4 separate regions of the Mus musculus genome follow, and all the other regions are linked to region 3. Evidence: chromatin contacts called from public Hi-C, HiChIP or PLAC-seq and promoter capture Hi-C data. All regions are on one chromosome and are shown on one strand. Each heading gives the region's core, a stretch centred on a gene start, on an enhancer-like site or on the middle of the called end of the contact. The rest is flanking DNA. Distances are from core to core; before and after follow the strand shown. Region 1 overlaps Enpep (glutamyl aminopeptidase). Region 2 has its middle 20 kb from the start of Enpep. Region 3 holds the start of Elovl6 (ELOVL family member 6, elongation of long chain fatty acids (yeast)). Region 4 has its middle 29 kb from the start of Gm35787.

Region 1 (4,729 bases), core at 1,420-3,919, 220 kb after region 3:
GAACTGGAATGCAGAGTTCATTGTCTTTGTCTCACTCCTTGTGATCACGGTGACCCCAGATGCAGAATTCACACCAGTCTCTCTCTCTCTCTCTCTCTCTCTCTCTCTCTCCCTCTTCTCTTCTCTCCCATGTGCTTCCCTGGGTGTCTTTAACACTTTCAGATTTATCTGTATACTAGAGCCTTTGGAAGTGATGTCCTCACTCATATCAAAAGGTAATTGAATTGACATTAATTAATTATAATGTCCGTGTTCACTAGAGAAGAGATTGCATGCATTTGCTCAAGGATTTGTGCAAATTGTACTTTCCAACATTGTAAAAACTGTTGGCTATAGGGTCATACTTTCCCAAGCTTGAGGGCTATTCTTATGCCACAGTAAGAGCGACCCCTACAATGAGAACATGACAAGAAAATCACGACTCTTACCTTGATTTTCAATGAATATATATATATATATATATATATACACTATTCTTTCATACAAATCTTTAAGAAATTTTAATCAAAAAGGCCTCTTTCTTACATGTTAGAATGAAATTTCACTTATTTAAAATTTTGTGCCTCATTTAAATTATAGTAGTAATAAAAATTATATTCAGGTTACAGTTCATTAGCTTGGGAAGCTGTATTCCCTGATAATCGGTGTTTTTCCTGTATGCAGATTTAATGTGGAAGTGTTCAATGTTGCTTCCCTTTGTTGGGTGTTATTTCTAAAATCCAGAGAAAATAGGACAGAAATTCCTGTGACCTGGATAAAAAAATAGAGAGAGAAATTGGTCAATTCCATGTCCTTCTAGCTTATTTAAAATACAAAGGAAGATGGCAAAGGGAAGGTGGAGGAAAAGAGGAAAGGGACATTAGATTGGCCGAGAATCAGACTGTCCTTAAATTGTACATCACTCGGGTTTCTAAGTCTGTGTCCTTGACATGCAAGCTGTCTCTCTGAACTCACATGTTCTGTCTTCTCAGTTCTCATTTAAAGGCTTCACTCTTTTTTTTTCCCTAACACTGTATCCCCCAAATAGGTGCTGTTTATAACCAACGTCATAAATAAAAGATGGGGGAAAGTAATAAAAATGAATTACTGTAAAGAGAAGAAAAGACATAAAACCAGAGAGGCTTGGAATAAAAGAGCAGTCATGTAATCCTTCAGAGAAAAGGGAGGGCTAGGGAGGGACGACACACTGAAGTCTGGAGGCTACAGGAACTTCTCCGTGGGAATGTTGAGAGCATTAGGACTGAGTTTGTGCACAAACGATTTCTGCCTCTCACTCTGAAACATTATTTTTAGCCTTAAAAAACAAAGTCAACCAAAGAAGTTAATTTGGTAAGAGACGCTGTGAACAAGTGGAAAGAATGCATTTCTCACCAGACTGTCTTTTTCCACAGATAAAATTGCTATTCCAGATTTTGGCACCGGCGCCATGGAAAATTGGGGACTTGTCACTTACCGAGAAACAAACCTGCTTTACGACCCCCTACTATCGGCCTCATCTAACCAGCAGAGAGTGGCCAGCGTGGTTGCCCACGAACTTGTACACCAGGTAGAGAGGGCCTCCCTGAAACAAATCCACTTGCTTTTTAAAACTGGCCTCTTTCCACAGCAGTAATACAAAGTGTGGATGACTAACGAAGTGAAACAGACCCACTCAGAACATCCCACGTGAAAGCTAGTCTAAGCCTTCACTAATATTTTACTGCACAGAAACTTTCCAGCGGTTCTCAACCTGTGGATGGTCACCCGGTGGGTGTCAAATGACCCTTTCACAGAGGTTACCTAAGACCATCAGAAAGCACAGATATGTCTATTATGATTAATAGCAGTAGCAAAATTAGAGTTACAAAGTAGGAACAAAAAATAATTTTATGGTTGGGGTCACCACAACGTGTGAAACTGCATTAAAGGGTGGCAGCATTAGGAAGGCTGAGAACCACAGTTTTAGACTGTTTTGCATTTAATAAAAACACAAGAGACCTTCCTATAACATTATATATTCCTTAAATTATATTAATAAACTGGAGAATTTAACATTCCTCAAATCAAGATGAAGTGGGAAATACATGTTAGGTACAATACTGATTGCTTCTGTGTCAGTTACAAATCCACGCCATGAAATTTCCTAGCACCTCCCTACTGCGAGAGTAAGCATCTATTTCCCCGTTGCTTTTCATTTCAGTGGTTTGGAAATACTGTGACCATGGACTGGTGGGACGACTTGTGGCTAAATGAAGGATTTGCTTCGTTCTTCGAGTTCTTGGGAGTAAACCACGCAGAAAAAGACTGGCAGATGGTGAGTCCTAACACAATCTGAATCTGTTTCTTCGTGGAAACCCAACTGAAGCCTTTGACAGAGGTCTAGGATCAGTGTCAAATATCCGTTGTGAAGGTAGTCAGAAGCCAGGAGCCAGGAACTTCCCCTGAGCTGCTCTTTGCCAAGAGCCTTTACCTGGTCATTGAGGCAGTAGGGAGCCATAGACAAACACCTGTCTAGATGGGGGATCAGGGCAGAAAGTGTAAGAAACGCCCACCTTGCATTTCCAGGAAGTAGGGTGTCAGCCCTTCCCAAGTCTTATTTTATAAGCTCTTTGACTTGAGCTGGTTGCTGCAAGGCTGTGATGTGGTGAAAACTTAGCAGTTAGGTGCAAGCTCACATCCTAAATGCATCAGCTCTCAGATGCACAGCAGGAAGCCTGGCCACAAGCGAGGTGCACGCTCTTCTCTGGGTCAGCTCTCCCTTTCATGTCCGATGAGAGCATTGTTCAGTATCAAGTAAGCGTTCAAGTTGTCAAACTGTAGGCTTAGTGAACGTTCTCAGTGTGCTCTCAAGGGACCTGGAATAAAACTTTCCAGGATTGCTACAGAATTTTCTTTAGGAAAATTAAGCCTTTTCTGTTTGTATTTAGATCGTGTAAGTATTCGTCTCTGGCTGAATATATGCATGTGTGTTCACTCCATAGATGTGTATACCTATCTCTGTGTAGATGTAGATTACCATGAAGTATGTAGAATACTGCCCTCTACTGGACTAGTTTGTGACATTGAGTAACTTACCTTGTCTGCATCCCTTTAAAAAGAACTGCCTCGTCCAGTTGTTGTAAAGGCGAACAATAAAGTGTATTTAAAGGGCTTAGTCTCCCACGTGAATTTGATAAAGAAATAACAAGACTGCTCAACTTGGAGTTATTTTTATCTTTCTCTGACTTCTGAAAGTATTTTTAAGTGACCTCTAAACTCCAATGCTTCCTAAGTGTCGCTGAAAAGCTACTAAAGGGCAAATTTAAAAATACAGGAGCACACCATCCAACAGAAGTTTAACTTCCCTGGGGCGCAAGAGTCTATAACAGTTTTCCTTTTTCAACTTTAAAACTTTTTTTTTTCCCTGCCTCCTGCCTCTTCCCCCCATCTCCTCACTGTCCCAACTTTTCCTTCTCAATTTTATGTCCTTACAAAACAAACAGCAAACAAACAAATGAAAATACACTCGGGTGTAGGACCAGCTACTGGAACATGGGGTAGACTTTCCAGGGCCACATTCCTGAAGAAAAATGGAACCCTCCCCTGCATAGCTGCCATCAATGGGGGTGGGGCAGCTCCTAAGCTAGGGGTACATAGCATAAGCTCTCCCCAGTCCAAGCTGGGAAGTTTGGTTGACTTGATCTTGTCCCTGTAGTCCCAGCTGCTGATGTAGGTTAAAAAGTTTTAAGAAGCAATTGTTGTAAATCCTACCCCCCCCCCAGGACTCCCCCTCCCCGCTTGAATCCACAGAGATCTGTCTACCTCTGCCTCCAGAGTGCCGAGATGAAAGGAGTGTGCCATCAGCCTGTCCCTTGGGAAATCTATCTTTTACATTAAATACTTGCATCCCCCCTAACCTTCTTTGAAAGGTGAGGGGAACTGCTCTGCAAAGTTGAGTCTTTAAACAATTTACATCAGGGTTTTTCCACCCGGGAACTATTAACATTTGGGGCAATGCTTTGTTTCATGGGCCTCCCTATGCAGTGCACACTAGCCAGTTCCTGTCACACTCTCTACTGCTAGCTCCCCTGTCCCAGTGGTGACAAAGGCTAGGAATAGAGATAAAAATAAACAAGTAAAAATCTTCAGTTGCCGATCATCATGACAGTAAACATTGATGAATTCGTAATTTTTTGAAAATAAACTACACAACGGGTAAATAATTTTGTCTTTTATTTTTTCTATTAAAGTATTTTGGTGACCTCCCTTTATCAAATTCTGATATTAAACTGTAACATTTGAATAGTCAGTTAAACTCCAATTTTGATGTTTCAAAACACCATTAAGCCCAGCTTGGTTGTAAACGCCAGTGAACCCTGCACTTGGGAGATTGAAGCAACAGAATCAAGAGTTCAAGGCTAGCCTGAGATTCTTAGTGAAGCCCTGACTTAGAAAACCAAGGCTGTGGATGTATCTCAGTGATAGAGTATTTTGCTAGCATGGGCAAAGTCCTAGGCTCAATTCTCAGGACCGGGAAGGGGTGGGGGTGGGATTGGTGTATTCTAGAATTTATTACTCACTCTTTTACCCCTCAGTGGAATATAATCACATAAATAGCTGTAATTTGCCCCCCCTCCCTTCTTCCTATTTATTCATCTTGCATTTACCTAAGAGCAGACAATCAAGTCATTTGATAAAAACATTTATTTAGTCCTCACGGAGTTCCCAGTTTACGGCCTTGTGTGGAAAGGAGTCTGGTAAATAAGTTAGA
Region 2 (5,208 bases), core at 13-2,512, 180 kb after region 3:
GATATTTTGACATATAGCTAAGTTAGATTCTAGGCAGTCCTTGATCTGACCTTGGGCATGTATAGCTAAGTCACTGCTCTACACAGAAATTTACCATTATCTAGGAAGAAGGAAGTTTGTGACCTAAAGAGGAACCAGAGTAGATACTTAGAACTATAGATAGCTGAGTTCTACCCATACACAGGAATTTACAATGGCCTAGGGGAAAGGTGGACTATACAATAGATTGGAGTAGGAACTATCTTCGTGCCTTCCTGGCTTCTAAGATTAAGTGGATCTTAGATGGAGCTGTTTTTGATCCCAGTTGTTAACATTCAATTTTATCTCAGTTGGTTCCTGCCAATCCTTCTGTGTTTGCATTCCTCTGTTTTGTGTAAGCATCCAGTAACCTCTTTGTACCTTGCTGATGTGTCACCCAACTTCCCTATTTTCTTCTGTATAAAAAGTTTGATGCTCAATTTGACAAATTACATTCAGATCCACACTCCCTCGTGTCCAGTCTGTCTGTCAATTCCTGCCGAGTCCTTGTCCACCTGCAACCAGAGACCCATTCCACACAGACAGGGACCAAAGAGGGTCTGCGGCAGTGTCCACCTTTAATCCCAGCAGAGGCAGATAGCAGGTGGTTTTCCGTGGGTTTGTGGCCACCCTGGTCTACATAGCAAGTTTCATTTAGGCTAGCCAGGGCTACATGTTGAGATTCTGTTCAGGAAAAAAAAAAAAAAAAAGCAATCTCAGAAGAAGAAAAAAAAGTTGTAGAGTTGAGCAATATTTACATATTCATTTTGAAAACTGCAAAGCAAATATCAAGAAGTTTCAATGGGATTTGAAGTGGAAGTTTTAGTTGGCAATAGTTTCCAAAGAAACTACTTCAGGACTATTCCTATTTTATTTTCACACTTGCCTCGAGGAACCTTTGAGCAGAAAAGGAGACAAGAAGCCTGTCTGTACCTACCTTCTACTGTCTCTCGGGAGCAATCAAGTTTCACTGTCATGCCCACTTCGACAGGAAGAGAGGACTCCACTAGGCTCCTTCCTTTGATATGTCCAGAATTGTCCAGAATCTTCCAGAATGTTTGTCATGGAGGAGTATATCTGTTTGCTTTGGCTTTGCAGCTGGAGTCAGAACTTGTCCTTCCCTGAGAGGAATGGACCCCATCATTCCATGACCACCCTCCAAGAAACTGGCTGTATAGGACTGCCTCCACCTGCTGTTGCAGCTGAGCCCCTCACTGTGTGAGGAAACTGCCTTTACCACAGATGGCCCTGGCTGCTGCAGACTCCAGACTGGTGCTTCAAGGGTGAAGAACAGAAATTTACCACCACAGTCAAGAATGTCAGAAATAGAATAGGACTGAAAGTCCAGTGACAGTCCCACTGTCACTCACACAGCACTCTACACTCAGAGTGACCCATCCCATCACCATAAATGACTGACTAATTTGTGAAGGAGTCTAATGTCTTTCTGCTACTTCATCAGTCCAGATTCACAGTTCTCTTGGCTCAGAGTCTCAGAGTAAGAGTCAGTCCACCAATTCTCTCCCTCTCTCTCTCTCCCTCTCCCTCTCTCTCTCTCTCCCTCTCCCTCTCTCCCTCTCTCCCTCTCTCCCTCTCCCTCTCTCCCTCTCTCCCTCTCTCCCTCTCTCCCTCTCTCCCTCTCTCCCTCTCCCTCTCTCCCTCTCTCCCCCTCCCCCTCTCCCTCTCCCCCTCCCCTCCCCCTCTCCCTCTCCCCCTCCCCCTCTCCCTCCCCCTCCCCCTCTCCCTCTCCCTCTCCCTCTCCCTCTCCCTCTCTCCTGGGAAAAGAGCCTTATATTATACTAGTGAGGGTTCTCTAGAGGGACAGAACCAACATTACAAAGGAGATTTGTTAGTTAAGCTTCCATGACACAGGCAGGGTAGGCCAACGATGGCCATCTACATGCTGAAGAGCTGAGAACCCTGAAGTTGCTCATTCCATGAGCCTGGATGCCTCCGGATTCAGAATCAGTCACTGAAGATCTGGAGGATTCCCGGAGAACTATGAGTCTTCAGTCCCTAGGGAAGACTGAAGGGGCTAGGTTCTAATGTTAGCAAAAAGATGGAAGCAGAGGCAACAACACAATGGCTGCCCTCAGCCTCAGGCAGGGGAAGTGCATTGGCAAAGGCATCACTCCTTTCTCCTCAGTCCTTCTACATCTGGTGCCACCTATACTGAGAGACAGTGTATAAGAGGTGGTTCTGATGCCGTGATTGGGAATTTGCGTGTGAGCAGTGAAGGTCCAGTTCCCCACTGGTTCTTGATTGGTCAATAAAAATACTAGCAGCCAATGGGCTGGACAGAATAGGTGTGACTTTCAGTTTTCCCGAAGGCAGGCTAGCAGACTTGGGGGGCAAAGAGAGTCACCATGCTTTGGAGGGAGAAAAAGCCACCAGCCATGTGAGATCTAGGGTGGAGTGGCCATTGGCCGCTTCCCTGACTGGGCCTGGGTTAGCAGGGAGGAGATTAGAAACATAACTAAGCTGAGGGCAGATTTAGGGTGCTGAACTGGGAGTGAAAAAGCGGATGCAGTAGCTGAGGAAGCCACTGAGCTAAAGCATATAAAAATAAGCTAGTTGGTGTGTGTGTGTGTGTGTGTGTGTGTGTGTGTGTGTGTGTCTGTCTGTCTGTCTGTCTGTCTGTCTTTCATCCACAGATCTAAGGGAACCTGGGTGAGGCTGGTAGCATGGTTCACTCAGAGCTTAAAGTGGGCGTAGTAAAAACTACACACTGCAGTGGTGTCTTATATTTCATTGCTGTGAAGAGATACCATGACCAAAACAACTTATAGAAGAAAGAGTTTATTGGAAGCTTAGAGTTTCAGGGTGTGAGTCTATGACCATCATTGCAGAGAGCGTGGCAGCAGGCAGGCAGTTACGGTGCTGGAGCAGCAGCTTTACATTGGTCCTTACCTGAGTGTGATTTTAGTTGTCTTATATTAATTAGGTTATATCAAAACTGCAGTAGAGCACTACAATCCTTGTGTTCTTATGGAAGGCAAATCTATGTTTTTTCTGTAGGTATTTTATGCAGGTAGAAGCGGCTAAGATGAATTAGCAAATCAGCCATCACGTGCTGCTAAGGAAGTTATGTTTGAGATCTCTACCTCAGTTCTAGGCTTGATGGACACTTGGCTCTACTGAACAGCCCTGCCCATGACAGGCACCTGACCCTCAGCAACAGCCTAATCCAAGAGTGCAGAATGCCGATTCAAGGTTCAGCTTGGGTGTGGGAAGGGTGTGATAGGAATTTGGCTAGATAAGAGATGTGCTAAATGAAGCACAGGCTCTGCCGATAACCCCACGTTTTTCTATCTTCGAATCAAAGGTCACAAAGATTAGGTGATTGAGGAACTGGTGGGAAACGCTCCAGTCATCTATCCAATGTTGGAGACTGTAAGGGGAGCCCAGGCCAGGGCAACCTCAAGGACAAAGCAATGAAGATTAGAGACGGAGACACACTGTGAAAATGGGAGGGGGAGGTTTCTCTGCCGCCACAAGGAGGATATTTCTTGAGCTTCCTGATGCCGTGAGAGGCAAGAACACGATGTGCATCTCTCAGAGTGAATTGTCATTTATGCGTGTATCCTATACCTGGTATAGTCCCAGATGACAGGGCTAAAAAGCAAAGTCCTTGCTTGATTGAGCTGACATTCTAGCTCTGCAGAAAGACAGCAGGCTTGAAGGAATATGTGCAATAGCTTAAGGAGAAGAGAGAGCTCTGGAAAACGCAGGCCCTTTCAATGGAAAGAAAGTGCTAGAGGCTGGGAAGGGCAGTGACCAAGTGAAGGGTGTCACAAGGTCTTCTCTAAGCAAGCAACATCTGAGAAGGAGTGTGAGACTGAGAATACAATATTCACAAATAAATACCCCTTGTGGAGAGGGGCTGGGGATGTGTTTTAAGCAAACTTTAGTAGCACAGAGATGGGGCTCTTGAGTGTTTAGGAAACAGAAAGGAAGCTGAAGAAAATGGAGTATGGGAGGGGAAGAGAAGAAACCTGGGCAGGACTTTCAGACTACAGAAGGGGTTCAGCTTGTTACAACTGTCCTGGAAAGCAAACTGCTGAGGATTTACAGAGCAGGCCACCATTTCCACTAAGAAACCATCCTCCGTGATTGACACTTTAATGTTATCAAGGCTCTGTGTGTATTAATAAAAGCTAGGGCCAGATGAATCAAAGTAGAACAGTGGCTTTACCTAGCTGTGCATCTGGGCATGAGATATCCTTAATAAAAGCTTGATAAAGTCTGTTATCTGATGTCCTGTCTTTTCATGAGAAAAACAGTGTTTGGGGGAAAAGGGGTCATGTGCAAGCCAGGGCAGGTGGATCTGAGAGGTGAGTGGGGGGGGGGGGATGGGGTAGGATGCTCAGTGTTGGTATCAGAAGTGAGCTTCCTAATCCAGCGATGACATCACCCATAGATGACAGGGACCCGCATATCTGTTGCCATAAGCCATCACCATACATTCCCAGCATCCACCTGGGCCCCCTGTCCTCCTTTACCTGCACGGTGCGTGTGGTTACGTCATGGTCCAAATAAAGCTCAGAGCTCCCCTGACCTTCTCTCTCCTTCCTTCTTCTTCATCGTCCCCTTTTGCCCCCCTCCCCCAACAAACCTCTCTCCAGTGGGACTGTGCTGGCCTGGTGTGATCTGTCTGGATGAGCCTCGATTCTAACACAGCTCTCAGTATAAACAAAAGATCAGCAATCAAAAAAGTTTATGGAAAGTAATAAAGATGAGGAAGTTTAGGTTAAAAACCAAAACAAAATGAAACTTCCTGTAATAACCTGGAAATGAAGGGCAATGGAAAAAAGACATTTATATTTCATTTGAAAACAATGTAAACTTCCCTTCCGAGTATATTTAATGAACCACAATTTGGAGGAGAGTTATCACCACATCACAGGAAAGGAAAGGCTGTTACTGCTTGTTTTCAGACCCTGGGACAAGAGGTGCATATTTTACATAACAAAGCATATACGGCCTGCAGATTCTCCCAGCATCCCTCAGTCTCTATGTGGCACACTCTGCCCCCAACCCTGAACTTTCCTTTCCAGGCTTGGGCTGGGCTACCCTTCCCCAAGAGGCTTTTCCCTATAATTCAGACATTTCAGTCTCTGAGGACTCTCACTCTCTCCCCCTCTCCTTCTCTCTCCTCTCTCTCTTTCTTCATGTGTGTTCTTTCTTTTC
Region 3 (4,902 bases), core at 1,183-3,682:
GCTAGGAGCCACCTTTAAAATAAGAAATAAGGAAAATAAGATAATGAAAATACATTGTCAGGAAGAACATAAGTACTGTTCAGGAGTTAATAGTGGCCAAAGAATAACAAGGGAAAAGAAATTCATGGATTTGGGATATTTTCAGTCCCACGAGGACCAAGGACCTGTCTAGTTCTGACAGAGTGAAAGTCACTTAACTGAGTGTCTGGAGAAAGAGGCGGGAAATGGTCCTGGGGTACCTTAGGAAAAGGGGGTGGGGTGGGGTGGGCAACAAACAGCATGCACTAGGGTGGTGCAGCAGCAGGGCAGACTGAGTGCCATGCGCCTGCAGAGGCTAGGAATGCCTGCTCCGGAATGACAGGCCCAACCGGGATGCAGCAAGCTAGAGACGCGAGCTGCGGGCTACTGGAGGAGGAAGGCAGGAAGGCAGGCTAGAGCCCTGCAAGGGACGGTGACAAATGGTCTCAGAGAAGATCGGAGCCCTAGGTTGGCAGGTTGAGCTCGGGTCACAGCCCCCCCTCCCCCCCAAGCCCCTAACGGGAGGAAGTGCACCGCTAGGACCCCCCGAACGCCAGCCCGAGGGGGCTGGGCTTCCTGCAGCGCTCGGGCCTCCCTATGGCCTCCCCCTTACGGGGCGATCCAGACTCCCCGGGGGTGTAATCGCGCTCGGGACCCAGGCCCGCGTCCTCGGTGTCCAGGAGCACGCCGGCGACCGCACCAGGCTGGCTCTGGGGCTCAGGGCCTCCAGGCAGCCGCCATGCCGCGGCCCGAACTCGCGCGCCCCGGAGTCTCGGCTCCGCCCGGCCGCCGCCGTAAACCGCCCAAGGGCCCAGCTCGCAAGCTGAAGGCCAAGGGTGGGCGCGCTCCCCGCGGGCGAGAAGGGGCGGGAGCAGCAAGCCCGGGATCGGGCTGGAGAAGGCGAACCCCCGGCGGCTGCCACCACCCGCTCCAGCCCGGGAGCGCCGGCGTCTCCGGTTTCCCATTGATGAATGGAGGGAGGGAAGGCAGGTCGCGAGCGCCCTCGCACGCGGCAGCGGAACCTCCCGGAGCCCGGAAGCCCCCCGAGGGCCGGCCGCGGCGCAGAGGGGGTGGGGTGGGGGTGGGGAGATCGAGGGGGCTCGCACTAAACCGGAGGGAAACATCTCCAACCACAGCACGGTCTACGGGAAGGAGGGAGCTCCCTTCTTAAAATACTGCAAGGTGACACCGGATCGCCTCCCACACGGGGATTTTTCAGAAGACTGACCGGAGGAACTCAGTAAACAAGATGTTTTCCCGGATTCGAAGTTCTGGGGAAAGACCTCCGAGACTGCCCTGGCAGGAGCCTTCCAGTACTTAAACTGCTGCTCCACGCGGAGAAGCGTGTCCAAAAGGCGTTTCCTTTACACAGAAACTTAATAATGGCGTGGCTCCACTTGCTCGGGTTCATTCATTTTTATTGCAGTTTTCATTGTCCCCTCCTCCCCGATGTCTTTATGAAACCGGAAAGTAATCTGAGTGGGGAAGGGGTCCTGGACCCTGGGCATCTACGGCTGGAGGCGGCAGTCAAGGGAGGGCAGTAAAGTGGAAGAACTACAAGGAGAAAGGAAGGACACGAGGGATGGGGAGAGGGAAAGGACCAGAGAGAGGCGGGCTGAAGAGGGTTAAAGGGAGCGGAGACCGGGTCCTCCCTCCACTGCCTTGCACGCTCCAGTTGCGGGAGGCCAAGCAGAACCCCCAAATCTAAGCGAAAGCAGGGAGACAACACAGGTGGGATAGCTGGATTGTAACATGCCTCTGTCTCCCGTATATTATTACAGGTACACATATTATATGTTCTATGTTATATAATCTACACAAAGATGCCCGCGTGGCCGCGGCTCACACAGAGCACCCCCCAAACCGCACGCTTCCATGCAGCTTCAGAGTCTCCTGCAGACATGAGACCCTGGAACTCCGCGATCTGCTGGCTACTGCCGGCAATCCATCCGTCGCTCCGCTCACGCTCAGACCAGGAATACCGACATTAATGCACTCCCGGGAATAGTATCTCGCGAAAGCATCACCTACCAGTTTTCCTGCATCCATTGGATGGCTTCGTTCTCGTTGAACTGCTTTTCGAATTCATATTCTTGTAAAGTCAACACTGACATGTTCATTGGGGCTGATCTTCGGAGTCGCTACGTGTTCTCTATACAAAATAAAAAAATCTGTAAAGAGCCTTTTATTTTGAGTGCTCTCCTGTCTGCTTCCCCCTCCCACCCCCCTAGGTATTGCCCCGCCGTCAGTCTCCTGGCCGATCTCTCTCCCAGCCTCTCAGCTACATCCAGGGTTGAGCATTGCCTGCGCCTCTGCTCCCAGCTCCTAGCTCAGGGGCTCTCCTCCCAGCGTCCGCATCCACCGTAGGAGGAAATGAATGCCTTGCGGTCTTAGTGCCCGCACGTTTGTCCATCACGCTTTTTACTCGTCTACAGGGAAATCTCCTCCCCCTCGTGCGATCGGGAAAATTAACCCTTTGCGCGAGAGGGCGCAGAAGAGCAAGACCTCCCATCGCCCTGGGGGATAGTTTTGTTTACAAGAAGGTGGTTGGTGGACTGGGGGAGGGGAGGGAAGGGCGCCAAGAGGGAGGAAGTGGCCTTGAGGTCATACTCAAGCCCATTCGCCACCTCTTGGGCCTCCCTGCCTGGCCTTTGAATGAAGTTTCAGAGTGAGAGGCGCAGCCCTGAGGCGCGTGGACCTGAAAGCTTGGCGAGTAAACAATTGGGAAATAGTAAAATCTGCCAGGTTCTCTGGCATGAGAACTCCAGGCAAATAAATGTGAGGATCACGTCTTGCGATCTAGTCTCCTCACTACCTCGATCCCGCAGCACCCTCTGAGACCACCTCCACCGGGCAGCTTGGGCGCGGATTTACCTTGACCTTAGGGCCAGGTAGCCTTCGGAACTAAGACCACGTGCAGACAGGATGCTGAGGATGAGGACCTGGGAAGTCAAGGTTGACTAGGAGGCAGAAGTTAGGTAGAGGGTTTGGCTACCAGGAGGGGATATTAATGAACAAAGGAAGGGAATTTGGCATACAGAATTAGGCCTACTGATCTAAATACCAAAACTTTATCTATCTGCTTTACTTTAGTTCTGCCTTATTCTTGTGAAATTAGGAAGAAAAGATTAATGTAGGAGAGGGATTTATGTAATGCTAATCCTCCCCCTGGGCTACCAGCTCACAGCAACCATTCCCAAATACTCCTTATTTTTCTGGAGGATGGTATTTTCTAGTCCTAAAAGGAAGAAGGAAGTAAGAGACAATAAGGTACCTAATAATATAATATTTAGATCCAACAAAAGATACTGATCAACACTTATTAGTTTGTTTGTTTGTTTTTTAAATGTTTGTGATTTTCAAGATTGGGTTTTTTTGTTTGTTTGGTTTGGGTTTTTTAGGTGCTTTTGGCTTTTCGAGACATGATTTTTCTGTGTAGCCCTTGTTGCCCTGGAACTGGCTCTGTAAACCAGGCTGGTCTCAGACTCAGAGATCTGCCTGCCTCTGCCTCACTCACAAGTTCTGGGACTAAGGTTCGGGCCACCACAGCCCAGCTAAGAACCTATTAGTTTAAAGATGTACATTAGGACCAGAGAGAAAATACCCTCTAAGATGTTCATTTCCTCACCTACCAGCCAACTAAAATGAGGCGAGGGCATTTCATGCAGTCAGATCATCTCAGGAAGACACTGGAGGCTGAGGCGGGAAGACTGGTGCTAGTAAAATTGCCAGAAATTTGAGGTGAGTCTGAATTTCACAGTGACATCCTTGCTTCCCCTGCCCCCCAAGTCTTAAAAGGGTGGGGTATGTCCTTAATTGGGGGGTGGGTATGTCCTTAATCCTAATACACTCTGGAGTCAGAAGCATGTGGATTTTTGTGAGTTTGAGATTAGCCTGGTCTAGTAACAAGATCCAGGTCAGCCAAGGAGATAGAATGACACCCTGGGTTTTTAATGTCATTTGTTTTTGTTTTTGTTTGGGTTTTTTATTTGTTTTTGTTTTTTGATTCTCTGTGTATCCCTGGCCATCCTGGAAATTGCACAGTAGAGCAATAGATCAATCAGTGTGGCCTCCAACTCATAGCTCTCCTTGCCCCTGCCTCCCTTGTGCTGGAATGAAAGAGGTATTGCCACCACATTGTGAAAATGGCTTGGCATGAGGACCTGAGTTCAGAGTCCCAGAACCTCTGAGGCTGAGACGGGGAACTCCTCCTGTGTATTTTCATTTTTGGAGACCAGGTATCTTTTATATCTTACGCTGGCTAGAAATGGCTCTGTGAGCCAGGTGGTGGTGCTGCGCGCCTTTAATCCCAGCACTCGGGAGGCAGAGGCAGGCGGATCTACATGAGTCTAAGGCTAGCCTGAAATAACAAACCTGAAATAGGAGCTTGGAGATGAGTAAGAGACCTTGTCTTTAAAATGAAGATGGAGACATCTCGAGAATGACACATTCCATTACAGCTCTGGCCTCCTCGTGCACCTGCTCACCTGCACAAGGAAGCAGCCCCCCCCCCCAACTCCTCCCCACACACTTCTTTAAAGGAAGGAAGTCTGCATTGTAACCCATGCCTATAATTCCAACATTTGGGAGGTAGAGGCAGGAGAATCAGGAGTTCAAGGTCATCTTTGGCTAAGTAACAAACTCCAAGCTATAATGGGCCACATGAGACCCTATCTATCCCTCCTTCCACCATCACCACCAACACACACACACACACACACACACACACACACACACACACACACACACACACACACATACATCCACACAGAATAGATAGATAAGTCAGAGTTAAAAGAAATCCTGTAGATTATTACATCAATCAGAGGTCTAGTTGGTGATTAAGACATTAATGTCCTCTGACACTCTCAAAGACTTAGTGTA
Region 4 (4,951 bases), core at 2,275-4,774, 140 kb after region 3:
GTAGGTACGGTAGGAATCCACCAGGCAGAATCCATGGATGCTGTAAACATACCGTAATTCACAAGGCACAATAGAAATGGTCCTTCCATGAATGCTAAGCGTGTGTAGAGTATGAGGGACTGGCTCAGTGGTAGAGTTCTTTCCTAATGTGTGTGAGGCTCTGATGGTGAGGACAGGAGACAGAAACTGGTCAGGTAGGGCAGGAACCCCAAGGCAATAGCTCTGAGGATGTCCTTGCTGGAGGTCAAGAATGCCAGAAGAGAACTCTGTTTCCTGACTCCTTGTTATCTCTTACATTGGCCTACAAGCTGTAGGTAAGGATGTGACAAAGATAGGGAAGTCTTTTGTGTGCCTCCCAGTTGGATCAACTCGACTGACTGGCTCTGCATCACGTCTCACCCCAGTTTCTGCCAAAGTTCTTTAAAGAGTTTCCAGACTAGCATCCTAATATTATCCAATTTCAGTGGGTCTCAACCTATAGGTAGAGGCGGATTGTGAACATAGGTATTTACATTACAGTACATAACAGTACCAAATTTCACTTACGAAGTAGCAACAAGAATAATGTTATGGTTGGGTTCACCCAGCATGAGGAACTGTATTAGAGGGTCATAGCGATAGGAGGGTGCGGGCCTGCTCCCTCTGACATCCTCCTACTAACTGGATCTCTCACTTCTCTGGTTTTCTCTTAGCTGCCACCGATGGTAAGCTCTCTAAAACTCACCCTCTGCGGTCTGTGAAGCTGAAAGCTACAACCTTAGGATGGTTTTGACAGTCATGGAATCTTCTGGGTCCCTAGCCTTCCAAGCTACACTCACTAACAGCTGAGAGACTCTCAGAAGTCTTGTTTTGTTTTGTTTTGTTTTGTTTTGTTTTGTTTTGTTTTGTGTCGAGACAGGGTTTCTCTGTATCGCCCTGGCTGTCCTGGAACTCACTTTGTAAACCAGGCTGGCCTCGAACTTAGAAATCTGCCTGCCTCTGCCTCCCAAGTGCTGGGACTAAAAGGCATGCACAACCACACCCGGCTCTCAGAAGTCTTTTTTTTTTTTTTTTTTTTTTTTGAATAAAAATAAAGATTTATTTTGGAAAGCAGAGAGAGAATTTACTTTTTTTTTCTTTTTTTTTTTCCATTTTTTATTAGGTATTTAGCTCGTTTACATTTCCAATGCTATACCAAAAGTCTCCTATACCCACCCACCCTCACTCCCCTACCCACCCACTTCCCCTTTTTGGCCCTGGCGTTCCCCTGTACTGGGGCATATAAAGTTTGCAAGTCCAATGGGCCTCTCTTTCCAGTGATGGCCAACTAGGCCATCTTTTGATACATATGCAGCTAGAGTCAAGAGTTCCGGGGTACTGGTTAGTTCATAATGTTGTTCCATCTATAGGGTTCAGATCCCCCCAGCTCCTTGGGTACTTTCTCTAGCTCCTCCATTGGGAGCCCTGTGATCCATTCATTAGCTGACTGTGAGCATCCACTTCTGTGTTTGCTAGGCCCCGGCATAGTCTCACAAGAGACAGCTACATCTGGGTCCTTTCAACAAAATCTTGCTAGTGTATGCAATGGTGTCAGCGTTTGGATGCTGATTATGGGGTGGATCCCTGGATATGGCAGTCTCTACATGGTCCATCCTTTCATCTCAGCTCCAAACTTTGTCTCTGTAACTCCTTCCATGGGTGTTTTGTTCCCACTTCTAAGGAGGGGCATAGTGTCCACACTTCAGTCTTCATTTTTCTTGAGTTTCATGTGTTTAGGAAATTGTATATTATATCTTGGGTATCCTAGGTTTTGGGCTAATATCCACTTATCAGTGAGTACATATTGTGTGAGTTCCTTTGTGAATATGTTACCTCACTCAGGATGATGCCCTCCAGGTCCATCCATTTGGCTAGGAATTTCATAAATTCATTCTTTTTAATAGCTGAGTAGTACTCCATTGTGTAGATGTACCACATTTTCTGTATCCATTCCTCTGTTGAGGGGCATCTAGGTTCTTTCCAGCTTCTGGCTATTATAAATAAGGCTGCTATGAACATAGTGGAGCATGTGTCCTTCTTACCAGTTGGGGCATCTTCTGGATATATGCCCAGGAGAGGTATTGCTGGATCCTCCGGTAGTACTATGTCCAATTTTCTGAGGAACCGCCAGACTGATTTCCAGAGTGGTTGTACACGCCCTCAGAAGTCTTAAGAGCACCCCCCAAACTTCCTGTAACAGGAGGTTCAAACCACAAGCCTGGCCAAGGGAAAAAGGATAGGAGGGGTCTTTATACCCCTTTGAGACTTCTTGTTTATAGTAATCAAATCCATTTTTAAAAAGATTTATTTATTTATTATATGTACATACACTGTAGCTGTCTTCAGACACACCAGAAGAGGGCAACAGATCTCATTACAGGTGGTTGTGAGCCACATGTGGTTGCTGGAATTTGAACTCAGGACCTCCGTAAGGGCAGTCAGTGCTCTCTCTTGACTGCTGAGCTATCTCTCCAGTCCTCCCAAATCCATTTTTTTATTGACATTGAAGTAAACCTGTTATTTATACACAGGAAAAGAAAACAGAAGCACTTGACAGAAATGGCGAAGCCTACCTCCCATTTGGTCCTAGGCTTTCCTCTGGGTCCTTTATATGCAGAGTGGTCTAGTTCTACTCTCTGACCAAGGTGTTTGTACTGGCTGGTTTTGTGTCAACTTGACACAGCTGGAGTTATCACAGAGAAAGGAGCTTCAGTTGAGGAAATGCCTCCATGAGATCCAACTGTAAGTCATTTTCTCAATTAGTGATCAAGGGGGAAAGGCCCTTTGTGGGTGGGACCATCTCTGGGCTGGTAGTCTTGGGTTCTATAAGAGAGCAGGCTGAGCAAGCCAGGGGAGGCAAGCCAGTAAAGAACATCCCTCAATGGCCTCTGCATCAGCTCCTGCTCCCTGGCCTGCTTGAGTTCCAGTCCTGACTTCTTTCAGTGATGAACAGCAATGCGGAAATGTAAGCCAAATAAACCCTTTCCTCCCCAACTTGCTCCTTGGTCATGATGTTTGTGCAGGAATAGAGACCCTAAGACAATGTTGCTTTCTCCCCATTGTGTGAGATGTAACTGACGTCCCTGAGAGGCTAATAAATGTCCTTCAGGTCTTACAGAGTAGAGTCGGGATCCAGTCCCTGGCTTGATTTCAAAGTCCATGCTCTTCCCACCACAGCCCCACAATGTCCCCTTCTTGTTAGGGAGGAAAACACAGATGTGTGGGGCTGTGGGTATAGGGGAAGAGGGGGGAGGGAGAGAGCCCGTGTCTGACCAGAGTTCCTGTGCTCTGGGCAGGCGAACTCAGGAGGACTGCTGGACGCTTTTCCCCGGTGGGCATCTGGCTGTATGAAGTCACTGGACCCCACTTGATGGGGGGTGGACAAGGGGCAGCCCCCGATACCAGGGTTCCCGGGGTGACACTCTCGGCCCCAGAGATATGGGAGAGAGGGCAAGGGGAAAGGTTCCCACGCAGACGAGAGTTCTTAGTTTCGGTTTGTGGCTGGACACGGAAAGCCTTCTGAGGGGAGGTTAGACACGGCTCATTAGGAGAAAGCCTAGCTGATCATCCAAGCACAGTGGACCTTGACGAACAGAGACAGTCTATAATTTTAGAGCTGTATTGTAGAAAGGCAGGGAGAACGGAGAGAAGGTGGGGGGGGGGGGGGAGTGACCATGGCCAAGAGAAGGGAAGGGGAAACGAGAGAGAGAAAGAAGAAAGGCTAGAGAAGAGTAAGAGGTTAGAAAGAGAGAGCGAGGAGAGAGAGTAAGGGGGAGAGTAAGGGGGAGAGTAAGGGGGAAAGTAAAAGCTTAAGAGAGCGAGGAGGGGCCAAGCAGCCCCTCATATAGTGGTCTTGCTGTTGCTAGGTAACTGGGAGGCGTCTAGCCTGAAGGTCCAGGAGACATGAGGGAACATCTTCTGTCCCATGTAGGTGGGAATTACCATCACGGGTTCTACCGGGGTTCAGACCTCAACTCGACTGGAGATCAGCCTGTCTGTGAATAGCCCATTGCCCCACACAGATGTAAAATTCTCAACAGTGTCTGCAGGGGCTTTGCTCATTTCCCTTTGATCAGTTCTATCGTCCAGCAAGTGGGTAGCCGCACCCATTCCCTGACCTGTCTCCAGTCTGCAGCTGGTGGACCCCTCCAGCTCCATCCCCACTCTCCAACTCCGTCCCCACTCTCTACTGTCTCTACTTTTCACCTCAGCACTCCATCTTGTGGGAAAACTGCACTGAGAGTGAGCTGCCCACCCTGGGGCCAAGCTCCTTCTATTGATGCGGCATTTCCCAACCTTCAGCAAAATGGAGGGTCGAGCATTTGCTTGTGCCTGTTAGAAAACGACAGTTTGATCGGGTATATTTTTAAAGGGCACACGGATTTTAAGGAGCAGAAAGAGCATTAGAATCTCCACCTTGTCACTTGTTAACACATTTCACATTTCGTTCTTTGTGGCCAAACTGCCCTTCCAAGCCTCCCTTCTGTGCTGTCAGCCCACTTGCCTGTGAATAGCTCTGTGGCCCCTTTCCCAGAAAACGTCAGACTGTCATTTTGACGTACAAGGTAAGGAAATGACCTTTCCCCAATTAGCTCATTCATTTAACATTGTCGGGATGATGTTTAGCCAAGCTATTTGCTGCCCCTCTTCAGGTCACTGTATAGCTAGGTCCAAACGTGTATAAAATTCTTGACTCACTTTGAAAAACCCTATCTATCATGAAGTTTTCTGGATTCCTCAGCTTAGGGAGTCCTGACTAACCCTTCTCTCCTCAAACTAAACCATGTCTCTTGCCCGGAGGAAGCTGTCCAGCTAGCACAGCTGTGACCCCTGGGAACAAAAGCTCTTTTAAGATGGGCTACTGGCAAAACAGTGATTGAAGCTATCATCCCCATCTCACACCAAAGTGGATCCCAGGGAGGATGACATGTTG

What was found. Promoter capture Hi-C pulls out the DNA fragments that hold promoters and counts their contacts. A called contact is a pair of places that touch in the nucleus more often than the background predicts. HiChIP or PLAC-seq counts read pairs in DNA pulled down with a chosen protein or histone mark.
Region 1: a contact with region 3 is called in an H3K4me3 HiChIP or PLAC-seq map of pro-B cells, with 7 times the contacts expected there. The contact joins the enhancer-like site here to the promoter of Elovl6 in region 3. A contact is called at or near these places in 21 of 39 promoter capture datasets (the 3T3-L1 cell line, 3T3-L1-derived adipocytes, the C10 cell line and 14 more), 5 of 15 datasets of contacts at CTCF or cohesin (CD8 T cells, embryonic stem cells, large pre-B cells and 2 more), 144 of 484 Hi-C or Micro-C datasets (3T3-L1-derived adipocytes, the 63-12 cell line, B cells and 70 more), 52 of 115 datasets of contacts at active chromatin or transcription factors (the 230-238 cell line, CD8 T cells, DN3 thymocytes and 31 more) and 5 of 9 other capture datasets (adipose tissue, embryonic stem cells, liver and 2 more).
Region 2: a promoter capture Hi-C map of pre-B cells shows a contact between it and region 3. The contact joins the enhancer-like site here to the promoter of Elovl6 in region 3. A contact is called at or near these places in 3 of 39 promoter capture datasets (cranial neural crest, maxillary cranial neural crest and pre-B cells), 1 of 15 datasets of contacts at CTCF or cohesin (large pre-B cells), 8 of 115 datasets of contacts at active chromatin or transcription factors (the 230-238 cell line, embryonic midbrain, embryonic stem cells and 3 more) and 2 of 9 other capture datasets (adipose tissue and liver).
Region 4: a contact with region 3 is called in a Hi-C map of muscle stem cells, with 3 times the contacts expected there. The contact joins the enhancer-like site here to the promoter of Elovl6 in region 3. A contact is called at or near these places in 1 of 484 Hi-C or Micro-C datasets (muscle stem cells), 7 of 115 datasets of contacts at active chromatin or transcription factors (the 230-238 cell line, the SCID.adh cell line, embryonic stem cells and 2 more) and 1 of 9 other capture datasets (liver).

Annotation. Positions count from the first base shown.
Region 1 is chr3:129,306,586-129,311,314 of GRCm38.p6, reverse strand. Enpep (glutamyl aminopeptidase) reads left to right here. Exons shown (of 20, transcript NM_007934.3): 5 at 1,392-1,546; 6 at 2,180-2,293. Among named protein-coding and RNA genes, the nearest start is that of Enpep, 24 kb to the left of the region's middle. Within about 2 kb of position 2,669, at least 29 of the 459 cell types and tissues checked have an H3K27ac peak or open chromatin away from gene starts, as enhancers often do. A contact at or near this core is called in the 63-12 cell line, CD8 T cells, Th1 cells and 3 more, where this site is marked.
Region 2 is chr3:129,349,700-129,354,907 of GRCm38.p6, reverse strand. No RefSeq gene overlaps it. Among named protein-coding and RNA genes, the nearest start is that of Enpep, 20 kb to the right of the region's middle. Within about 2 kb of position 1,262, at least 10 of the 459 cell types and tissues checked have an H3K27ac peak or open chromatin away from gene starts, as enhancers often do. A contact at or near this core is called in pre-B cells, where this site is marked.
Region 3 is chr3:129,529,916-129,534,817 of GRCm38.p6, reverse strand. Elovl6 (ELOVL family member 6, elongation of long chain fatty acids (yeast)) reads right to left here and starts at 2,432. Exons shown (of 5, transcript NM_130450.2): 1 at 2,323-2,432; 2 at 2,050-2,170. The coding sequence starts at 2,138. Gm35986 (predicted gene, 35986) reads left to right here and starts at 2,430. Exons shown (of 3, transcript NR_153368.1): 1 at 2,430-2,561; 2 at 3,654-3,759.
Region 4 is chr3:129,391,929-129,396,879 of GRCm38.p6, reverse strand. No RefSeq gene overlaps it. Among named protein-coding and RNA genes, the nearest start is that of Gm35787, 29 kb to the left of the region's middle. Within about 2 kb of position 3,524, at least 29 of the 459 cell types and tissues checked have an H3K27ac peak or open chromatin away from gene starts, as enhancers often do. A contact at or near this core is called in muscle stem cells, where this site is marked.